Regions from separate parts of the Zea mays genome. Here all the other regions are linked to region 3. Evidence: chromatin contacts called from public Hi-C data. All regions are on one chromosome and are shown on one strand. Each heading gives the region's core, a stretch centred on a gene start, on an enhancer-like site or on the middle of the called end of the contact. The rest is flanking DNA. Distances are from core to core; before and after follow the strand shown. Region 1 holds the start of LOC100217023 (putative BOI-related E3 ubiquitin-protein ligase 2). Region 2 holds the start of LOC100303813 (putative magnesium transporter NIPA8). Region 3 holds the start of LOC103627215 (ribonuclease TUDOR 1).

Evidence for each region. A called contact is a pair of places that touch in the nucleus more often than the background predicts.
Region 1: a contact with region 3 is called in a Hi-C map of endosperm, with 2.9 times the contacts expected there. The contact joins the promoter of LOC100217023 here to the promoter of LOC103627215 in region 3. A contact is called at or near these places in 8 of 25 Hi-C or Micro-C datasets (bundle sheath, ear, endosperm and 3 more).
Region 2: a Hi-C map of endosperm shows a contact between it and region 3, with 1.7 times the contacts expected there. The contact joins the promoter of LOC100303813 here to the promoter of LOC103627215 in region 3. A contact is called at or near these places in 2 of 25 Hi-C or Micro-C datasets (endosperm and leaf).

Annotation. Positions count from the first base shown.
Region 1 is chr5:170,519,081-170,521,780 of Zm-B73-REFERENCE-NAM-5.0, forward strand. LOC100217023 (putative BOI-related E3 ubiquitin-protein ligase 2) reads right to left here and starts at 1,428. Exons shown (of 3, transcript NM_001143397.1): 1 at 1,310-1,428; 2 at 793-1,165; 3 at 1-700. The coding sequence starts at 1,371. The coding sequence ends at 203.
Region 2 is chr5:170,183,149-170,185,848 of Zm-B73-REFERENCE-NAM-5.0, forward strand. It overlaps LOC100303813 (putative magnesium transporter NIPA8), which reads left to right and starts at 1,417. Exons shown (of 14, transcript NM_001165443.1): 1 at 1,417-1,578; 2 at 1,857-2,171. The coding sequence starts at 2,079.
Region 3 is chr5:170,331,756-170,334,455 of Zm-B73-REFERENCE-NAM-5.0, forward strand. It overlaps LOC103627215 (ribonuclease TUDOR 1), which reads right to left and starts at 1,270. Exons shown (of 17, transcript XR_002748364.2): 1 at 960-1,270.

The DNA of each region.
Region 1 (2,700 bases), core at 178-2,677, 190 kb after region 3:
TCTCTGTCTGTGAAGTGTAAGCATTAGATCTCCCAAACAATTGCACAGTAACCTCCAGCAGGGCGGTCAGCAGAATGATTTTCGCGCGTCATTTCTATCGGGCCCATGGATGTCCTCCACCACCTCTTCCACTTGGTTCTCGTTTCGTGATGCCTCCTTCAATTCGAAGCGAACGCGGTGGCACGGGCCATGGATGAATGAATCAGGAGAGGAGGACGTGGAGCGAGCCGTTCTTGGTGGCCGCGCACACGGGGCACGCCTCGCCAGCCGCCGCCTCGCACCCGCGGCACAGGCACAGGTGCCGGCACGGCAGCAGCAGCACGCACGCCTCCGCGTCGCCGCACGACCTGCACGCCCTCGTCCGCCCGCCGGACGCCTCGTCGGCTCCCTGTTCCTGCTCCACCAGGTCGAAGCAGCACGACTGCGCGTCCTCGACGTCGCCCTCGCCAGCGCATGGCGCCTGCGCCTGCGTGAGGCTGTCGAGCGTGGCGCGTAGCCCCGCGGCGACGCCCTGCCACGCCTGCCCCTCGGCCACCGTCTGCCGGAGCCTGTCGTCGAGCTCCGCGTTGCGCGCCAGCGCGCGCTCCAGCCCGGCCTCCGCCGCCCTCAGGCGCCGCGCCGCGCCGCGTCCCACCGCGGACAGCACGGCGCGGGCGTGCCGGCGCCGCGCGTCCTGGAGCCCTGCCTGCAGCCGCTCAGTCTGCGCCGCACAGACCAATCAATTGTTAGACCTCCGAACAAGGAGCATCGACAAGCGTTCCCCCGACAAAAAAAAAGGGTCAAGGATCCGACCTCGACGCGGAGAAGCAGGTCGATCTCGACGCTGTGGCGGTAGATGTGCGGGAGGAGGCCCTGCGACACTGGCGCGGCGCTAGCCGGTCGCTGGCTGGTGGACGCGGAGCCAGAGCAGAGCGCCCTGCTCTGCACGCCCCCCGCGGACGCCAACGCCTGCGGCACCGGGGGCAGCAGAGCGCGCTGGCCTTGCAGTTGCAGGTCCATAGTCACACGAGCGCGCTTCCTTGCGCCGCCGAGGCAACCTCTGCCGTGGCTGTTGCCGTTGCGGGTGAGGCCGCTGAGCGCCGTGTTGCCGCCAGCCGCGGGTGCGGGGTCGGCGTCGGCGACGAGGAACGCCGACGCGCTCGTGGCGTTGTCCAGCGCTGGGCAGCTGCGGAACAAGGCGAGCACGCGGGTGACGATGGGCGCAGCGGCGACGTTGCGGTGGTTTCGGCGATGGCGGACGGATTAATATAGATAGAAGGAGAAGATTAATAGGAGGAGCGGATTCAGGAGTCAGGACGACGAGACGAACCTGGGGATGGCGCGGAGGTCATGTGGGAAGGCGTGGGCGTGGTACTGCGCGTGCACGGCCATGGCACGAGGCGCGGGGGGAGGATGGTTTCCTACGCGCCGCGGCGGATCGGATCGATCACGTAGTAAAGCTTGGGCGGTGGGAGTGCAGTGGGACGACAAGCCGAGGGGGGCACGAGCTAGGCTATATATGGCACTCAGGGCGATGGAGACATGGAGTTTAGCGGTCAGCTGATGAGGAAGACACGTCGCCGACCCGGCGTGCGGCGGGACCATGAACAAAACACCCCTAGCTAGGCTACGTCAGATGCTGGATATCACACCACGGCAGCGCGATGCTCTCATGCGCTGATCTGATACCCTGCCTTTTCGTTTCTGTCCACTTTCTCTGTCCGCGCTTTAATAATTTTGAATCGCTTACCATCCATACCCGCCGGGCCTTAGCTTTGTGACGCAGCAATGGTGAAAGGACGTGGGGGCATGAGCTAGGGATGCCTCCCCTTTGGCTGTGCCCTTTTATGCTCCCTGTTCTTTGCTTTGAGGACAAGTGAAAGTGTGTCTATACACGGCTCACTTGTATTCATTCCGAGCGGTGGGCGGTGGCGCAAGCTAGTAAAAGGCCGCCTAAACCCAACCCAACACGACGCAATCGTCGTTTCAAATGTCCGGGACCGTTTGGATCACAAGGCAGTTGAATTATTATGATCCGAATTATATAAAGGATTATTATGGTCGGATAATGCTTCCGTTTGTAAACTTGTGCTAGATCACCATGCTTGGTACAACCAGTGGCGGGCACAGGACTAAAATTAAGGATGTGTTAGTATAACAAAAAAAATACTCCCTCTGACCTCTGTCCTAATATACAATTTGCTTTAACCTTTTTACTTTTATGTGCATATTTAAGTAGATGACAATAAATCTAGGCACATAAATAATTCACCTCAATCTTCACCTCTCTTCGACTATATGTCGTCTGGAGGCGTCTTAGGTGGCATACTGATCCCAAGATAAACACTAGGATTTCTCCTCTCTGACAGGTCTCTCTTGAGGGTCAGATCTAGGTGCTGTTGATGAACGCCACTGCCTCTGCACACATACGGACCGTCCGACCATCAGACGTGGATCGTCCAGCTTGACATAGAGAAGACCAGCTCGTGCTACAGGTCACATACCGTTCGCGCTGCCGCACAGAGCACCTATAGCTTGCAGTGATTGGCGTCCAGATCAGTGACGTTCTCAGTTTTGACTACCAAGAATTCATGGTAGCAAAGTTTCTCCATTTCAGACGACGATGGACCAAGAATTCAAGGCAACCTCATGTCGTACTCCCTGTTTCAGACGACTAGGAAATATATATAAGATGTACGTACTTTTGCTGAACAAAAGTAG
Region 2 (2,700 bases), core at 167-2,666, 150 kb before region 3:
CATATCATGTCTTCATAACAATAAATCAATTACTAAGTTAGCCTAAATATATATTAATTTGTTCCAAATAATAGATTTATATTGCATAAAAAACCACTTTGTGTCTTTGCATTTCGGGTAGTTCGGGTACCGAGTAACATTACTCGAACTACCCACAATAAATTTGAGTTTTTATTATTGCTACCCAAAATTGTGATTGGGTATTTCGAGTTCGGGTAATTCGGATTCGGGTTCATGATTCCAATATCGGTATTTTGCCCACCCCTAGTGCCAGGCACATTTAATGTGGCCAGTCGCTTATGACAGGTTTAGGATTCTGGTATTGGGTATTTTGCTCACCCCTGTGCCAGACACAATTAATGTGGTTAGTCACTTACGACGGGTCAGTCCTAGACCAGACGCGGAATCTACTCGATTGACTTCCTATCGATCCGTCTGACCTCCCTTCTCCGTTTCATCCGACTCTAGGATCATGCCCCGAGACTATCCGGAAGCAGGTCCTTTCGAGGCAGATCTTTCCTTCGTTCTTCTGCTGACTAGTTCAATATGATGCAACACATGATATGCGTTCTAACCATTTCAATTCTCCAACCTTTTCAAGTCCCCAAATTCTGAGGTCCACTTGATTTCGCACTTCATCTCTAGGATTCAAATTTTCTTGGTACTCTTCATGTTTAAAATGTTTTTCCTCTGGCAGCCAAACTTATGTGCCTCGTTCTCTACCATCTCGAGTTATTCACGGTGCTACTTTTTAAATTTGTTAGCACTTAACGATTATATGCTTGAAGATTACTATTACATTTTCTTAAAATTATTAGTCTATAATTAGTTCGAGTTTATGTGAACTTTAGAAATTTATAACGGTGTCCGGGCTTTAATTATAGACTAGACCAGCTCCGCCACGGTTGGAACCACAGTTGAAAGTGCAACGACAACGTAGAAAGCTGAACGAACCTCCTTCCCTCAAAGCCGGTGGCTTAGCTTAATTGTTCCTCAAAGCTGGCATCAGAATTTTGCAAATGAAGCAAAAGATGCTCCGACGACGGTGAAACGAAAGTCCAACCCCCAACCGATGCTGAGACCGACCCTTGTTCCACTCGCAGGACACTTCGATTTTAAAAATCCATTAAAATAAATGAAACCTTTTGAGCACCGAATTAATCCACATGGCCACGCAACAAGCTGTTGCGACGTAGCTGTTTGAAAACCGAGGCGTGAGACCCGCTGGCCGCTGCAAGCTGCCCTGTCTGTCTCTGGCTGTTCCCTTTCCTGGCCCCATCCTCCCGGGCCGCGAGATCGAGATCCGACGGCGCACGCGAATCTTTGCCTGCCCACCACCTCTTGTCCTCTTGTTACTTTTCCTTGTTCCATTTCCTTTCAGCGTGCGCGCTCTATCTCCCTAGCTCCCTCCCCTCCCGAGATCTCCTCTCTTCTTCCCTCCCTCCCTCCCTTCTCTCTTGGCGACGTTTACGCTCACCAGCGCCAGGTACGCGGGTCTTTTTCGGCCGAGGTCGCTGCCGCCCCACGCCAGGTGGTCAGGTCTTCTCCGGTCCCTTCGCCGGCGACGTGCACCACCAGGTACGCCCACCCTTTGGCCTTCCTTTCCTGCTGTGCGAAACCGAGCACCCAAACCCTAACTTGCTATCTGTATTCGGATCTGATCTGATTACAAACTTTATATGCATGCCTACGAGCTTCGATTGTTTTGCAAAAATTATCTGGGGTCCGCCCCCTGGTGCTACACATGCTCTTTGCCTCTTTGAATGCCTCCTGGAATGACCCTATCTTCAAATGACCATTGGAACAACATCTCGATTGTGTGTGTCTGACGATGACATTTGTGTCTTGTTTTGCAGGCTGAGCTCCACAGTGGTTCTTGCAGAGGTTTCAGGTTTGTAACAGACTGCTGGGGTGAATACACCTACTCAAAAAAAAAAAAAGAGAGAAAATGGGAAAGAGACAAAGTTCTCGATGAATTGAAGTCCATATGTCAAAAACAAGAGCAAGGAGCTGTTGTACAAGGGGCTTGTGGAAGGAGCATATCATATATTTGTAGGAGATAACTTTGCACTTGACTCATGGGCGATTGGATTATAGGGGCGTTGATAAACATCGTGGGAAGTGTTGCCATAAACTTTGGTACTAACCTTCTGAAGTTGGGCCATGATCAGGTGGATATTATATGTTTTTGAATTGTGCTCCTTGTTCTTACTTGTAATATACTTCATATATGTGTTCCAGTGAAAAGATCAAGGAGAACATACATGTGGGTGCCCTAGTTTGACCCATTTGGTCAGCTGAGGAGAAAACACCTTTAGTCTAAATCCATTTTCTTTTAAAAAAGAAAGCAAAAAAACTGAACCCTAGTAACATCCTTTTTTTTGTAACCAGATGACCTAGCCATTTCATCTATGTTTTATAGCCTTTATGAGGAAATGTTGCATTAACTGATTAGGATCTTCATTGGCTAGTTAGCTATTTCTAGTGCACCTGAAGGTACTGTTAACAATAAATTGTGCATTTGATGACAAACTGTAGGACAGTAGATCAAATATAGCTTGATTCCCCAGCCCAATTTCGGTAGCTTTGTAGCTAACCTTTGCTGTGGTATTTGAACATTGTCTACATTAATGCTTAACATCCTTTGAAATCAATGTGATTGTAGCTGTTTTTATGCGCAAAAAAAAAGAAGGAACAACC
Region 3 (2,700 bases), core at 20-2,519:
TATTTGGCAACTCACATTTTTCCTATATTTGCGATTTTTACCTTTCATAAGTAGCTAAGATAGCGAAAACAGAAAATATATGAGATTTAAGTGGAACAATCTCAGTTTTCACATGAAATATTTCCCTTTGAATATAAAGTATTCCGCTAATCATATTTTATGATCAGACGACACCAGTCAGTCCACTTGTCAAACAATTAAAACCAACACGGCAGGAGCTGTTTCACTTATGGAAAGGGGAACTGAAATATCATCAGTAAGCTCGCGGCAAGAATGTAAAGCGCAAGCGCACAGGTGCCAGTCCATGACATCGTGCTTTTATCTCAGTCCATGACATCATGCTTTTATCTTTACACAGGAATTACTCAGCACGAGCAGGTTTCTCTAAAGGGAAACATGGAAAAATTTGTACACGGAAGATTTGGCCCACAGCTAGCCCCCAATACGCGCAAAAGTCCAGCCACACACGCCAGAGGTCACGCAAACCCAACCCAGACACCTTTCTACGACAGCGCAAAAGCGCGGGCAGAGCAGCTCAGCAATGCGCAGAGATGGCGTAAATCCAAATCCAAAAGCGCTAAATCTACCCTCTGCGCCGAGCAACAGGAACAGACATGCAGAGCTGCGACCGTCCACGCATGAGCAGATCTGACACTGGCACAACATAAACACGTGCGATCTCGGAGAATTCCAGCCTCGGCGAGCGGACACCGATGGGAGCAGGCTGCACAGCGTCGAATCAACCGCGGGCCACAGCCACAGCGCATAGATCGGGGTGAGGAGCGGTCCTAAACGCCCAGATCTGCGAGCTAACGCACCCAAGCCGCCACGAACCCAAACGTGCGCATCGGATCAAGGGGCAGGAGCTAACCTGACCTCGGCGGGATCGCCCTGACGCCGCGGAGACGAAGGCGTTAAACAGAATTAGATCTGGGCGACGGGATAAGAGGGACGAGTACCTCCGCTCCGGCAGCGTTATATAGGCACGGGGGTGGGCGCCCCTCACGCCGGCGTGGCGACGAGGCGAGCGCGAGGGGTCGAGAGCCCGTGAGGTTTTTGGGGTGTTGCGAGTGGCGAGACGACGAGGGAGGGGATGGGAGGGAGAGAGTGCTGTGGGGGAGAAGAGTGGTGGTTTATAGAGGGCGCGACGCCAGTCGCCCAGGCGAGGTGTGAGGTGTGAGGTGTGAGGAAGCAGGCCGGTTTTGGCTTTCGCCTGCGGTCCCGTCCGCGTGCGCCCAGCGCCCGCGTCATAGATGCATGGACTCGACGAGGGCCGCTCGCTCGCTTTGGCAGTTGGGCGTATAGTTTGTCGGGCGAGACGCGAGATCCAAGCGTATAGTTTGTTTCGGTGTAAGAAAAGTGAGTAGACGCCACATGGATCAGAGTGATGGCGATAATTCCCGTCCCGTTCGTATTGTTTTCTACATTATCTATTTAGTGCCAGTAACAACTCCATTTTTTCGAAAAATTTCTGTTTTTAAAAAGAAATTAATTCATTTTTTTGGGAAATTGAGAATCTCATGAGAAAATAGTGGCCCTTAAGCTTTTATTTTCAGACAAATTTAAAATATGGACCAAAAAATAGGATGACAAATGTGAATCATTTTAAAACGTTTAGCCTCTATCCGTTCATTTTTATGTATTCTGAAAATACGGGATATGTTGTATTAACTCTGAACCCAAACCTATATGCCGCAATTCATACTTAGGCCAACACAAATAAGGTAATAGACATAAACATCACATATATCTAGATTATAATAATTCATAAACATATTATTAGGCATTTATTTTAGATTATTGCTTGATCTAAATTTCTAAATCTGTCGCGAAAACCATATTTCGGCCACTGTTTTGCGTCGTCCCACCATTCCGTTTAGCACAAATCTATCTCTAGTGTCATGTGTTGTCTTCATGCCGTTGCCGCGGCGACCTTCTGGTCTTCCATCGACAACTTCGAACTTTCAAGACATTATCGAAGGTTGTTGATGTACTAGCTCAATTAAAAATAGAAAGCATACTCACTTTTTTTTGTTGACGTGGATAATTTTAAAAATTAGCAACCAATAAATAGAGAACTGTTGGAGCACACACATTTTACTACTACTTAAACTGATTTAGCAACTTCTTAAATCTATATTTCAGGATGCTAAATTTACATAACTATTGGAGATGCTCTTAATGCTCCAATTTATATTGTGCTAGTCTTTATAAAAGAAAATGATTGAAAATTTACTCTTCGTCTCGGCAAGACCTAAGAATAAGAGACCTGAAAATCAAATTTGCAGTGAGTGTTAGTGCAAGTGCAGCAGCAACATCAGAGAAGGTTCTTCTATGACAATTGTAGACACCAACGGAACTACTAAAAGGAAAAATGGTGAAACTGCACATACGGTGGTTGTTATTGATGGATGAATAGAGATGAAGAGCAAAAGAAAGTTACCCTTACTGGAATGAGGTTTAAAGGGTCGCATCTGGTATTTAAAATTAGTTTACTAAGAAAAAGGTGATAGTTAAAGGCTTAAAGTGAATGGGAAGAAGTATGAGCAGATTTGGGAATATTGTGATTTTCCAAATTGCAAACAAACCAATAGAATTGCAGAAAACTATGGACAACTGGTTTAATAATCATCTAAAATCAGCGCATTGTCTAGTGAGCTTAGAGTTGAAAATATATCTATGTAGGTAAAAAGCATTACT